Linked DNA regions of Cydia pomonella: region 2 is linked to region 1. A link is a contact called in public Hi-C data. All regions are on one chromosome and are shown on one strand. Each heading gives the region's core, a stretch centred on a gene start, on an enhancer-like site or on the middle of the called end of the contact. The rest is flanking DNA. Distances are from core to core; before and after follow the strand shown.

Region 1 (7,639 bases), core at 3,550-6,049:
AGATGAGTTCGAATACGACAATGGTTAGTTGTATCAAAGATTAACTTGAAAGTTGCACTACAATAACGCTACCATGTACAACATGCGTAAGTTGTGTTGTGTTGTGTTGCTGGGAGCGACGTGAAAGGGGAGATTTTATTTCAGGTGGAGTTACCGAAAGCGGAGCTGCAGGCAGATAAAGTAAGTACACGCCCAAAGGCTAAGTGTCTATTAGATGGGGCAAGGACCTGAAGGCTTCTTAGGCTACGCAAAAAAATTCATTTCATTTCATTTAATCCATTGTTTTATCATGTTCATCAGTACATAAAGATCTTATTTTTTAGACTTAGTAGGTACCTACATGATACCCTGTTAGGGCATACAATATGGGACATGTTACTTAATCCTAAATATAAATTACAATAAAAAAATTATCATGCAACACTAGGTTTAAACTAAATTTAAACATGAGAGCAATTTAGTAGGTTAGTTTATAATTATTACAAGTCGTGCATGTCAACATAATTACGTATATGCCAATATTATACATTAGAGAAAATGTGTAGATAAATTCAATTCATTCTCAGTAAATATAAAATTAAATGTTTTATGTCATGTTCGCTAAAGATTGATCCTTAAAAAATTCGTCTATGGTATAATAAAATTTCTCAATAAGTATCTTCCTTAATTTATTTTTAAATAACTTAACGTCGCTGAATTGTTTAACAGTATCGGGATTTTTTTGCATTATTCGGACACATCGATAGAAGGGACCATTTTTAACCATAACAAACTTGCTAGGCGGTAAGATAATTTGATTTTTCCGTCTACTCTCGGGTTTGAATACTTCCGTTCCGTTAAATATAAAAGATGAGTTCCTCATAGCATAAAGCCAAAGGCGCAGAGCGTCCAACGAGGCGCGATTTTGTATGAGCCAATGGACCGCAAGCGTGATGAGGAGCGAGCTTCGAAGTCCTAGGAAACAGCGCGCCCTTCTGTTTCCTAGGACTTCGAAGCCACGTAGTGCCAAAATATCGAAATGCGCATCCCGAATCCCGAGGCCGCAGGCCGAGTTACTACAGCCGTATTATAAAAATATTTTATATATTAGTGTTATAAAAATAAATTGATGACGAAAAGGCCTGACGGTCAGGTTCGGCGCCCCGTGAAGGCTGAAGTCCCGAAGTATACCAGCAAGTTCCGCTTCCAAGCGAGGCCAAAGAACGAGCAGCACAAAAGCTGAAATCATATTGATTCAATTCCAAGCTCTGTCTTCGCAATCAAACACTTTGGGCTTTCGACTTTATGTGGAGCTTGGCTTTCAGTGTCACTCCATCTTGGCCATTGTTGCAATTTGATTTTCTTTTGGCCTGGCCTTTTTGTTCTAGTCGTGAGCTCTATGAAGAGATTGCTTTTCGGCCTTGTTTTTTAAAACGCAGCTATTTGTTTTTGTCCGAGCTTAGCTACATTTGGCCTTTGGTAGGATTCCAAGTTTTGCTTTCCCGACTCTGACCTTCGGCCTTGCACGGGACGCGCCGAGGTGGTAAGCTTTGGGCTTCCGGACCTGGATTGTTTTTGAGCTTTCAAAAAAGGACTACTTAGTAAAAGACGTACTCCCTTTTGTTTGTTATGTACATCAACAATACTACCTATTTGCTTAGCACCTTTGAATACAAACTTCTATGTTGGGGGAGTCACTTTCCTCTGCAACTGACAGTACATGATATCCACTAACAGCCCCCGTTCAGGGCAACCTAATATTGTGACGTGACGGACGGGTAATATTTGCCCGCCTTGCTTTTGGCCTGGTTTCATTATTTTTATCAAACTGCAATTTGGGTAAAAAGTTTAACCAAGGGCGCCAAAACTCAATCTCGCTCTACCCTGATCGAGTGCTTGGGCCAGCGCTGAACTCAAGATACTATGTCAAAAATGAATAGGAAAAATAACTTAGAGCATTTGACAACTGGAGACGTCTTGTCTCTAATTTTCTGTACAATGCAGTCTGCCGATTTTTGCGGGGTAGGAGCACGTCAAATGTATGTTATGATAATAGCCATGTCAACTAAATGTCAATCCATACAATAAGTATGACCATTGGCCAGGTTTTCGACAGAGAGGTAAGCTCTTAAGGGCGACTCCAGTTGTTAAACACTCTAAGGAAAATAATGTCATAATGTCATTATTTCATAAAGTAAATTAAATTAAACTTACAGTTTAACCATTATTAGGACACAAGGCAGCAACAGAGCCGGTCCTCTCAGTCTGTGTATTTGACCAACCATCCTGAGCCCCAATAAGAACAGTGCTGTAGCTGAAAAAGAGTCTCCAAACACCTGGAAGTTGTAATTGAATTAACTAGTACTAGGGCTTAATTACTAATTCAAATTAAAGCACATAGCACTACTACAAAATTCTTTGACACATTACATTTTGCTCATATGTTTTTATAATGAAGTAAAAATTATTATTATTTTTTTTTTTATATTATAGGACATTATTACACAAATTGACTAAGTCCCACAGTAAGCTCAATAAGGCTTGTGTTGAGGGTACTTAGACAACGATATATATAATATATAAATATTTATAAATACTTAAATACATAGAAAACACCCATGACTCAGGAACAAATACCCATGCTCATCACACGAATAAATTCCCTTACCAGGATTTGAACCCGGGACCATCAGCTTCGTAGGCAGGGTCACTACCTACTAGGCCAAACCGGTCGCCGGATTTAATAAAGAACACTGATACTTACTTTCAGTAGCAACTCAATATATGGCGAAAGTTGATGTTTAAAGGCAATATTGCCTATAATACCCAGCACTGTCATCACCAACACAGGGTTAAAAGCTATGCCTTTGACTATTTGCCTTAACAACTTGAACTTGCACAGTTCACTTGATCTCTCCCCTTCAGGCGATGTGGTCACTATCTGAGCATTGTCTCGTTGTTTCTTGATCTCCATTAGCACAAAAGCAACTGGATTTAGTATTGCTAGCGATATTGGTGCCATCAAATATAGGAAGAGAGCATATTCTGGATGTGTGTGCTCATAGATAGCATTGACTGAAATTTATATTTAGATCCTTAATCAAAAACATAAATGAACAACACAATATTACAGCATGTGAAGTATTTTTTTCATACAAATTGTTGCAGTTTTCAAAGAGTGTGACAACCTTACTGATTAATAATTTAACTTGCAGACTGTAATACAATTACTTCCATCAAGAAAAGTTGATTGCTAACCCCTTTATTCATAAAACTTTACTGGCCTGATTTAATTAAATTATGTTTTATCCCTTTCTTACAAATACATAAGTCAAAATGACAGATAAAGACAAACAATTCATAGCTAACTCAGGCCAGTAAAGTTTTTATGAATAACACCATAGTAAGTCTACACACTTCAATACTTACTTATTGGATATCCCAAGGCAAAATCATTGCTCTGTGTGCAAAAGATGGCAAATATACCAGCTCTCCCAAGGTTCACTGGTTTGGACACCAGAATGGTGACAATCATAACGGCAAAGAACACAATGCCTTTGGCTAATAGTATAGCCAGAAGGAATGTCCAGTTGACTGTACTGAAATCCAGTCTAGCCAGGGATAAGAAGATGAGTGATGGAAGGGCAAAGGTGCCCACAAATGTGCCAATCCCTTTTGATTCTGTCTGTGACACCACATTTAGGCGGCCAGCAATATACCTACAATATGAAAATATATATTGACTCCTGTTTTAATTAAATCAATTTGTTAAGAATTTTATTTTCATAACAGAGGTATGTGATGATTTTTTCTTTTTTCAGTATTTTTTATTAAATATCAATTGATTTCAACTCACCCACATAATATAATAGTAAAGCACTGGAACAGTGCTGGATATAAATTATCTGCTTTAGCTGGATCAAGGAGGAAAGTTGATTCTTCCATTTTATTGTAAGTTGTTATTTTAAGGTAATCTAAAACAATATGTCATTTATTAGTGAAACCTTACGTAAGTTATTATACATGTTAATTGTTAAATTTCCTTTTATCGGCAATGTGTCTCTAAATAATAATATTCACTTACCAATATGTTACTGAAGCATATAAGTAAAATACATCTTAAAAAACTTTAACTCGGAAGTCAGTAAAGTAGTTGAGGGACGCTAATGTTAAGTAATCATTTGATAACAAGGAATTCCAAAAACATTATAAATATTAACAGGTATTTATATACTACGCCGACACTTTCACATAGGTTACATAGTATAGAAAAAACAAACTGAAAATATCGATAACACTGGGCACAATGATAACGCGACGTGAGCTGACACAGCCACAGATTTTTATCATTAATGATTTGTCTTCAAATCTATGATAAGTGAAAATTTTCAGCGTTTTTGTTTAATTTTTATTTCATTACATCGTTGACACTTGACATTCTGTCATCAATCGATATGCAAGATGTATGCAAGTTCAATATCAATATTTCCATTAAAAGAAATAACAAAAAAAAGACTGCTCTTATAAATGCACGTTTTAATGTCTTGCTGGAATAGCTTCAATGTTGCCAGCTTCTATTCATGAGGGGTTGCATGTGGGTTCCATAGTTGGATTGCATGGCGTGTAAAGAATGCTTAAGATTTTTATGATAGAGACAAATAAAAAAACCGGTAAACGGAAGTACGGCTTTCATTATAAAAAAAAAAAACTACATGCATATCCGGTACTCAACACAGTATATTTTATGGCGGCAGGCCGATTGAAATTAATGGAAGAAGTATTCATAAGTTAGCAACTCGGAAAAAAATATTTACAATTCCAAATACTCACAATAAAATGTCAGGAGTTCAAAGAGTTCGTTTGAATAATCTAAATATAAACTTAAATAATGCCTTAATTGTAGGAATTATTATTGCTAAAAATAAGCCGCGTACAGTAGGGTCCAAGAAGAAAAATGGAGATTCTAGAGGTGTTACGTCTTTTACTATGAGAGATTCGGAAGTGGATACCATTAATGTCGACGTCTGGGGCTCGGAATATTTTTCCTTAACATTTTATGAAAGATTTCTAGTTGGCGACGTGGGTAAGTTTATTTTCATAAGTTTTATAAATAGTTAGTAATAGTTACCACAAGTTGTGGTCCACAACCAACACATCTTCAGTAGGGAAAACTTTTTATGAAGTTTCTAAATTTTGTGCTACGAGATATTTGTTGTATCAGTTACATGTACTTGTTACAACTGAATAAAATACCTTTTCAGTCGAAATTTCACAACCGAAGATATGCGTCAAAAGCGGCAATAATGCGTATAGACCACTAGTAAGTATATCTACTGATCTTTTACCTATATAATCATGTTACAACTACAATATTTTTCTTCGGCATAAGTGAAGGGACTATTTTCCAAATTGAAGTAGGTACATTTTATGTCTCGGGCTTTGAATACTTTTGTTAATTTTGTCAATTTTATACCTAAGATCTGAATAATTTGACGACACAAAATGTGTAATATTCTAGGTATCTTCCCCTTTCGACCTAGTCCTGAACGAGGGGACGTCCGACGTGTGCATCCACACCGGGGACTCGTTTGCGTCGTTCCTACCGCTCCTGCACATACCGTCCAAACCGTCCTCCGGTTATTACGGACTAGGCGAAGTGCTGAAACTGCCGGGTAAGTAAACTTTGCCTTCAATGTTTCAGCGCCAATCACGACACATTGTCGTCAAAGCGTTTTAATGGAGTAGATATCGATCATCACCAGTTGTAATTACCTAATATATGAGAGAAACACAATGTTAATACCAAATAACACTCTTTATTGTACCATAAACCTACAACTAGACAGGGTGGATAATAGTACAGTGCTATATTTAATCATTAATTGATTCTCTTATTAAATACAACATGTAAGCAACCTTAGCAAGTTCAAACATAATCTATACAGTTACTTTATTTTAATTAATTGATATGCATAGCAAAAGGCAACATTAGCTAATTAATACCTATAATCAAGATAATCAATACTTAATCTGATACTTCTTTACAACTCGACGGCTGGTTAGCGAATGAATGCTCCGTTGGCTACGTCAGGGTATTTATTAACGACGATGTGACGTCACCGGAACAGGTCTTGACGCCGTTCTTGTTGAGACCGCTCGAACTGGCAGTTTTGCTGCTTGAATAACACTCGGCGACTACATATATGTGTAAATATTACACTACTATTATGTTTAGTATCAAAATAACACTACCTACCTTGAAAATCGTAAATCTACTTATTTCCGGACTGCTAGCATGCTATCAGCGATTTTCATGTCATTCACCATGAGGCGCAGATTTGACAAATCTAACCTTTAATAACATGAGGACACGAGCCAACGCACGTGTCTTCTTGAATGACACGATCTATAGTTTAAATTTTAATTGTACGGCCTGATAACTACTAGTTAATCGAATAACGGAGGGATAACTTCAAGAAGTTATGTCACGCATACGTGTCGTCATGGTTGTCTAATCACTTAATTAAATTGCATTTCATTCCACTTGAGTTAATGTTTTGTTTTTACTATATAAAATTATTGTTTTGTATATCCTATACAGAAGGGGAGAATGTGTACGTCGATTTGCTGGTTGTAGTAAAGTCCGTAAAGCCGGTGAAAAGTATCAAGACCAAAGCGGGTGTGGACATGACCTTGCGGAGCGTGGAGATTATTGACAACACCACGCCCGCCTCCATTGAGCTTGCTATATTCGACATTGATACTATACAAAGGTGATTATTTTTTGTATGTAAATTATAATCTTTATTTACATAATAGATATTACTAAAACTAGCTTAAATCTAAAATAGGCTCATGAGGCATTGCAATGATTTAAGGCATTGGATGCTGGCGGCATTTTCTCCGCAATACTAATATGTTGTGCAAGGAAGCCGCCAGCTCTTCGGTCATCACTGATGACATCGCCATCGCCATCGATAACAATATTTTAAGTGTAAAAAAAATGTTTGGCGTTGAAACTCTATTAGGTCCTCAGATCATTAGGTATGTGGGATCCCAGTGCGCAGTAAGATTTTTGCAGAAATCGCGTTGCGACTGGTTGACGTAACGATGAGTCATCTTCGCGATTTCTGCAAAAATCTTACATTTCATTTAATTTTTTTTATATTTCAAAGATTGTTAACGATGTTCTGATATTTCGTGAAAAAGAAGTAGGTATATAAATGACCCTTGGTCGAGCCCAACATCGGATCCGTTCGTAAGTGTCAATCTAAAATAACCGCTTATAAACAAAAAAGTGCCCTATAATATATTTATTTAAGTAGGCTTGTGACGTTAACTTAAGGATGCTTTCGGCGCGCTGAGACCTCTTTTAAAAAAAAAACGGACAGACGGACATGACGAAACTAAGGGTTCAAGTTTTGCCATTTTGGCCACGGAACCTTAAAAAAAGATTCAATCGATACATCATTCTAGGGCTGAAGACTGGCGTCCGCTTGAAAGCGTGTTGTTCATATCAGACGCACGCGTGTCGTGGCGCGGGCGCGTGGGCGTGCAGGTGTCGATGCGGTCTGTGGTTACCCATCAACCACACAGCGCCGACGCCGAGGCGCTGCTGCTGTATGTCAGGAACCAGGCTAATACACGTAAGTTCCTTCAT
Region 2 (7,639 bases), core at 2,240-4,739, 400 kb before region 1:
CTATTAGCTAAGTTGCTCATATGTTTATTTTAAGACTGTTTGTTTCTCAATAATAAAAAAAACATTTCAACGAAATCGGTTCAGCCGTTTAAGCGTGACGTACTTTGACATACATTACATTTACATTTAACAGTACATTTTTTTTTTTACTTCGGAATGGCGTCAATGTGATACCATAATTAATTTAGCACCCGATATATATGAAAACTATACCAAACACGTCCTAAGCAGCTTCACTGATGAAGATATCAAGATCAAATTGAGGGCCCCAAATAAACTTTCAAGAGTGGATATCTCAAAAACGAGACAAGATATCGAAAAACTTGACTAAATAAAACGAATTTAATCAACTTCCATTGAAGTTCTCATGTCGCTAAGATGCATAGTTTCCAAGATATAATCGAAAAATGGGACCTTTGAATCCCCCTTTCTCCCTGGGCTCAAAGGCGGGAACTGATATGTTCACCTCCTTACTAGTTCAAAGAAAGTTACAAAGTTAAGAATTGTGTTCCAAGCATTTCCCTCCATAACTTTTTTGAGCATTTGTTGCCTGGCCTAAGAGTTAAGTTTGCTTTGTTTGAGTAAAATTATTGTTACACTATGTGTCCAACTCCCACAGTGAGAATGTCTAGAATATTGAATTGACAGAAAGCTACAATTCTAACAACTGTAAGTGATGTACGGACGAACGCGTTATGCTATTTCAGTCCCAGTAAAAAAAGGACCGAGGTTGACTGAAGTAGTATGAAAAATACGAATGTTTCCGAGAAAATACGATGGCAAAGGATTGTTCACTATATTTGTATAGTATGCCACCTGTAGGGTTAATTAAGTCGTTAACACTTACCTAATAGCTCTTCTGGTTTATCCTCATTAGGATCTGGAACAACAAAATAACACATAATACTATAATGAAATGCAAAAGAATAATATGATATGACATAATCTGTATCTAACAATTTGTGTCAATAGTTGTCACACTCAACCCTTGGTTATGTGGCCATGAGATCACACAACTTACACGGAGTGTGATAATGTTCCTGACCAGAGTCACGCATGACAGTAGACCTGTTCACACATCGGCTTTGGCAGGGTCAAGCAAGTATATATCCTAATTATTATCATTACCTATAGTTTAGAAGCTACATGAAATGGACAAATGGAAATTGACAGGCAAAGTAGCTTGGTTTGTTAACACACATGTTGCTTATTATTACATAGCTCATATTTAATTATATCCCTATGAGGGATAATAAGAATGCATCATTTATAATCTGGAAGTCACCAGCAATATTAACACTTTATTCTTTCTACAAATTAATTTGTTTTGTTTATGAATAAAACTATTCTATTCTAAAATTAAATCAAATCTAAATCATTAGGCGGGTCCACACAGAGCGAACAAGCGAGCACGTACGTGCGAGGCAATGTCCTCGGGCACAAACCGGCCAGTGTAGATGTGCCTCGGGCGAGGAAAAGGCCGAGGCGGCACGTGCGTTTTCCTCGCCCGAGGCATGTGTACACTGGCCGGTTTTTGCGTGAGGAAATTGCCTCGTGCGTATGCTCACTCTGTGTGGACCTGGCTATAATTAAATGCTGGTGGCATATTGGTAGACTGACAGACATACCAAGATGAGAAATGATTTGATAAGTTCTGATTCTGACTACATAACCTTAAAAAGTAAATGCATAGTTACCTATTTTTTAGATGTGCATCGTATTCAGTCTGGCCACAGGAACTAGATTCACCTCTCTTAGCCAGTTTCACTTGTGGTAACTGAAATGTATAAATTAATTAAAATCCACAGACTACCCCTGAACGAAATAAAACAAAATAAGAAGATTTATCAGTAAGGTGGTAAGTTTGAAATCATACATTTTCATACGAACGAGACTATAAATATATATTCATCATTTAAACTGTTGGCTACTGTCTACAAATTACAAAATATCCAAATTTTATTCAATTACTTTTACTCACCATAAAGAGGTAATAAGTCTCCAGGCAGCTCCTTAGTTTAATTTATTCCATTATCAAGTATTTCATCATCTTGTTTGTTTCATGAATGCGAACCTGAAATATTTTTCTTGCATAAGTAACAAATAAAGAGTTTAAAAATTTTGATGCTAAAGTAACAAGATTCAGTAAGGTGGTATATTTAAAATCATTTAGTTCATACGAACGAGACTATAATTAAAATCATCATTTCAAAAAGAATTATCAAAAATATATGGGTGATTTACATATTAAGCTCACCTTTTAGTTTATAGCAGCAAGTTCCAATCCACCCCTGAAATATAAAACAAATTGAGTAAAGAAAAAACACCACATGTTCTGTAATAACCACTTGACTCACCTCATTTCACAAAACGGATATTAAAAGGGACTAACAATTTAACACAGCATCTAGCTTAAAAAGTAATTCTTTATTTTGTCCCTTGATTATCACTTAACCTCTAAGACACAAGAATTACTTCTTCGCGGGTTTTTTGGCGGCGGGCTTCTTGGTACGTGGCTTCGGGACTTTCGTTTTGGGGACGGCCTTTTTGCCGAAGACGCCGGAGCGAGCCGCCTTGACTTTCAGGCTCTTGAACACCGCTGTTCTCGCGCGGTTCCTCTTCACACGTGCTGACGTCAGCTTGAAACGGTCGTAGTCCGTCATAGCGGCGCGTTTCTCTTTGTTAGCGAGCTTCTGTGCCCATTGGCTCTCGGCCCACTTCTCATTCAGCTTAGCATCTGTCCACGCTTTCCTCACGACGCGGGTGGGCGCTGTGAAGGGGAAGCTCAGACGGAACTTTGTCAAATGCAGCTGGTTAAGGCGGATCTGTTGGCGGGGGACACCGCTGCCGGGTCCGTCGACGAGGGCGCGTGTCTGATCAATGACGTCGACTACGCTCACAAGCTTTCCCTTCAAGGGGCCATCGGCTACCAGGGCGACTCGCCCTGGTTCAACGTACCTCGCGAATGGCATGACGTCCTGCAACACAAAAAAGTTTACTTTATTAAATTTTATCACTTATCCACATGAGAAGATTCTTTTATACTACTTCTAAATAGCAAAACACAAGTCCGGCACTATAATCCTTGTGTCACTATTAGTGTTAAACCAAATATATTTGGAACATGAATGTAATTGAACTCATAATTCACCAAATTAAATTAAAATTCAAAAACAACACACTATAAGCACGATTCAAAAAGATTAAACAAAATTCTAACCTAGACAACGTCTTCACGAATGAAAAGTACTAACGAAAAGAATTTCCGGTAAATTGACAGCTATGACAAAGTGTTGCCATGTACAAGAGTAGTGCGATACCGTTAAATATCGGTTTAGCATAAAGTCAGTTTCACACGATTCTACATATTTTTAGGGGTTCCATAGAACTCAATAATGGAACCCTGACGTCACTACTTTAGTCTATATTTCTTTATGGCTTATGGCTGTGTATTTCCGATGATATACACAATGGATGGATGGCGCCAATTTAAATGTCGTCGGCTGTCGGCCTGTCGCTATGCAACAATGACAGAACAACACAAACGTGACTTGAAATAAATATATTATACGTTTGCGTTTATTATAATACTACATTAAAATGCGTTTGAAATATTCAAAAACGATAATGGAAGCACAAGTAAGAATAGTTCAAAATTAATTGCGATCTATATTTTGTAACTTAAGGTTAATTTATTGCTAGTACATAATTTGTTCATTTAATTAGGTAAATCACGTAAAATATTACGCTTATATATATATAGGAGGGCGAAAGTCCTATTGCCGACATCTGCTGGTCAGCGAACAACGTGAAGCTGGCGGTGGCGACGTGCGAGCGGCAGGTGCTTCTGTTCGACCGTGATGGAGTGCGACGAGACAAGTTTAGCACTAAACCCGCTGACCCTGCCGCTGGGAAGAAGTCCTACGTTATTACAAGTACTTACACATTAATGTTATACAAGCGAACCTAGTTATAATTTGATTTTGTTGGTTATTATCATTGGTTAACCTACCTAAGTACCATAGGATGGTGTAAACATTACGTATCATTGCAAAAGTTGACTTATTAGTTGATATATTGTTTTCGTCAATATGTGGTTGATAGTCTGTGCGGAAAGAGAAGAGTCATGGAATGTATGGGGCTTAATACATTCCAAGACTCTTCTCTTTCCGAACAGACTCTGTTTAAAATTGTTATCACCTTTTCATATTTATTATCAAGTGTCAATGCCAATTACATCCACACTTTATCAGGGGGCCTACCGCGAAAACCGGAATTCGCCAATTGCGGGGATCTTTCTCTTTTACTCTCACTAAGACGTAATTAGAGAGACAGAGAAAAATTCCCGCAATTGACGACTTCGATTTTCGCGGTAGGCCTCCAGGACTGATATTAGACCCGAGAAATAATATTTTTCCGTTTCACCAAACATCAGCACATCGTTTACAATATTTGAAATGTAAAAAATGGAAATGGTCCGTATGCAAAAATATCAAACATTGAACATTTTTGGCAATTAGAGACAAATATTTTTTTACATTTCAAATATTGTTAACGATGTGATATTTCGGGACTGATTTCGGGCCCGAAGTCGGGAAGTGTGGATGTAATTGGCGTTTAACTCATGTTGCTTTAAAGGCCCTCCACACTCGTGCGCGAATCGAGGCGCGAAGCCGCGAACAAAAGTGTGGAGGGCCCTCGCGTCGTTTTCGCAGATTGTTCTCGCCTTCGCGCCTTATTCCCCGTTTTTTGTCGGTATTTGGCCCGCGTCAAAGGAGACGAGAAGCGCGAACTTCCAAGACTCCACACTCGCGATCGCTTCGCGCCGCGATTCGCTCACGAGTCGGTTAATCTGAACTGTCATAACCTTCTATGGCGGCTACTTGGTTATATTGGGTGCGAACTTGATCAACCTTGCCGCAAACTAAATCCGATCAGCTGACGCTTCGGCGCCATCTTGCAGCGAACCAAACTGCGAAATCGCCGTGAAGTTGTGCGAGTGTGGAGTCTATGCCAAGGTTGCGGTATGTATAAAAGTTATATTTGTTTTGGCTTTAGCGCCAATTACATGCACACTTCCCGATTTCGGGCCTGGTAATCGTTTTCGTTTCCCGGAATATCAGCACATCGTTAACAATATTTGAAATGTAAATAATACTTTGTCTCTAAATGCCACATGCATTTCTGCTGACAAGGTCGCTGTGCTAGACTATAGATATCCTGAAAAAAAGCATTGTTTTCATATAAAATTCTTTGTAAGAAAGTCGGATAAGATGATTTCGCTTATAGTGACAAATCGCTTACTACTACCTATAAATCTGACACATTCGCTGGTTTTCGTGGCCGTCCCCACATCTTTAGCGCCAATTACATCCACACTTCCCGATATCCCGATGTCGGACCTGATAAATTGATAATCGTTTTCCGTTAGGTACAAGGAATAACAACACATCATTAACAATATTTGAAATGTAAAATATACTTTGTCTCTAATTACCAAAAATGTTCAATGTCTGATATATTTGCACATGGACCATTTTTAGTGTTCCGTACAAAACTTTGTTCACGGAACACTTATGGAATCAGTTTGGTTTTGCAAATCGGTTATATGCGATTTTCTCAGAGACCGTTTAACGGAGACAGCTAAAATTTGGAACAGTTATAGTTTTATATTTCAAATATTGTTAAAATGACATTTTTTGATCTCTAACATTTAACATATAATTGAGACATTATAAAATAAAGCACGTAGGGTATCGAAACGTGAAATATAAATAAAATATTTTTGTGAATTAAATGGACAAGTTCCCGGCTAACTTACATATATTGCCTTGGCACGTCTTTAATGAAGGAATAATAATAAAAAAAATAAAAATTATGCAACTACAATGTTCAATAAAGTGTTTTTTTAAACAAAACAAAAACCAACTTCATTCTTAGAAATCTAACATAAAATCAACGTAATTTGTTTCAACGAGCATTGTACGGTCGCGGAAATTGATTCTTTAGCAACTTGCGGTTCAAGTAAATTTGGCTGTACATACTTATGGTAAGAGCTGTCCATTGTAACGTGACACGTTAACTGCTAAAGAATCAATTTCCTTGACTGTACACATTAGTTTATGCATAAAATTAAACAAAAAGTGTTAAAATAATACAAAATAATGTTGTTTTGCATTTAAAAAAGTGGTTTCGAAGTTTAGTAATTTGAATACATTTTTTGTATGAAAAGTGGTTATGGATTCTATACGTAACTACCACATTGTCGCTATATGCCTGCCGGTAACTTTACAGAAATAACAATTCCACATAGGTACATATTTTCCCAAAATGAAAGCTATAATTGCTTATAGGGTTGAAAATTCTCGAAAAAATCAAATCGTTTTTTTCAGAACGCTGTGAAATTTTCGTTTTTTCCGTATTTTACAGTTTTTTGGGAAAGAAATGAAACTTTAATATTAATTATTACATTTATTAATCACTGTCACTGCCATCATCTAAATCTATCATACCCGAATCAATGACGTCGTCGACAGTGGAACTGTTAATTTGCAAGTGCAAATTAGATCGAATATAAATAAGTTTATTCAGCCGTTCTGGCAAAAGCCGGTTCCTATCCTTGGTGTGGGTGCGACCAAACAACGACCAGTTCCTTTCTGATGCAGCAGATGACGGAAGGACACTAAGTAACCTTACGGCAATAGTTGACAGAAGTTTTGTTCCACACAATCCTTTCCACCAATTCAGAGGACTTATGGTAATTACAGGCTGTCATATGAATTCGTTGGCCCAAATAGAAATGCGATAAGAACAAAGATATTTATGATAAAATTGCATTATGCCACTAACGACAGCGTCAAAGTCAATAGACATTTTCACAAACGATCGCCAGCATTTAGATAACAAAACACACGACTAAGCAGGTGTAAACTGTAAACTATGGATTAAATATAAATGGAAAAATTTACAAGTTCTTTTCAAAATGCGTTTTTTTCCGTTTTATTCCGATTTTTTTATTTTTTTCGGAAAAATACAGAAACTAAGTGACATTGTTTTTTCCGAATAAAACTTTAAAAAACATGGCTTTTAGAAAAAAACGGGAATTTTTCCGGGTTTTTTCAACCCTAATTGCTTATTTCTGCTATAAATATTATAAAGTAACTTATGCATCAAATTAAACAAAAAGTGTAAAAATAATACAAAATAATGTTGTTTTGCATTTAAAAAAGTGGCTTCGAAGTTTAATACTTTGAATACATTTTTTGTATGAAAAGTGGTTATGGGTTCTATACGTAACTACCATATTGTCGCTATACGTAACTTTACAGAAATAACAATTCCACATTCATATTTTTCTCAAAATGAAAGCTATAATTGCTTATTTCTGCTATAAATATTATAAAGTAACTACATAAAATCAAATTGGATAGAAGAAACTATTCTCTTCGTCAGTTACTAACTAATAATTTTGGGTTAAAGTTTAACTAAGTCTTAGGGTACCACATTGTCGCGTTATGAGATCAAGGCATATACTAATAAAATCAATTGAACTTAAACATTACTTACATATTACAATGTTGTTATACAATTTAAAACGAGGCTACATAGCATCATCGGAGGGGCACGATAGTACCGACGC

The links. A called contact is a pair of places that touch in the nucleus more often than the background predicts.
Region 2: a Hi-C map of whole body shows a contact between it and region 1, with 8 times the contacts expected there. The contact joins the promoter of LOC133523603 here to the promoter of LOC133523626 in region 1. A contact is called at or near these places in 2 of 2 Hi-C or Micro-C datasets (both in whole body).

The regions. Positions count from the first base shown.
Region 1 is chr12:12,272,464-12,280,102 of ilCydPomo1, reverse strand. LOC133523626 (lysosomal cholesterol signaling protein) reads right to left here and starts at 4,799. Exons shown (of 15, transcript XM_061859310.1): 1 at 4,064-4,799; 2 at 3,836-3,953; 3 at 3,409-3,698; 4 at 2,744-3,054; 5 at 2,194-2,315. The coding sequence starts at 3,924. LOC133523615 (meiosis-specific with OB domain-containing protein) reads left to right here and starts at 4,682. Exons shown (of 8, transcript XM_061859296.1): 1 at 4,682-5,062; 2 at 5,241-5,299; 3 at 5,498-5,651; 4 at 6,581-6,752; 5 at 7,456-7,625. The coding sequence starts at 4,816.
Region 2 is chr12:12,675,475-12,683,113 of ilCydPomo1, reverse strand. It overlaps LOC133523603 (intraflagellar transport protein 172 homolog), which reads left to right and starts at 3,489. Exons shown (of 36, transcript XM_061859272.1): 1 at 3,489-3,639; 2 at 3,764-3,935. The coding sequence starts at 3,601. LOC133523622 (large ribosomal subunit protein eL14) reads right to left here and starts at 3,360. Exons shown (of 2, transcript XM_061859306.1): 1 at 3,221-3,360; 2 at 2,409-2,978. The coding sequence starts at 2,972. The coding sequence ends at 2,472. LOC133523631 (a long non-coding RNA gene) reads right to left here and starts at 2,392. Exons shown (of 17, transcript XR_009800251.1): 1 at 2,258-2,392; 2 at 1,982-2,074; 3 at 1,698-1,777; 4 at 848-880.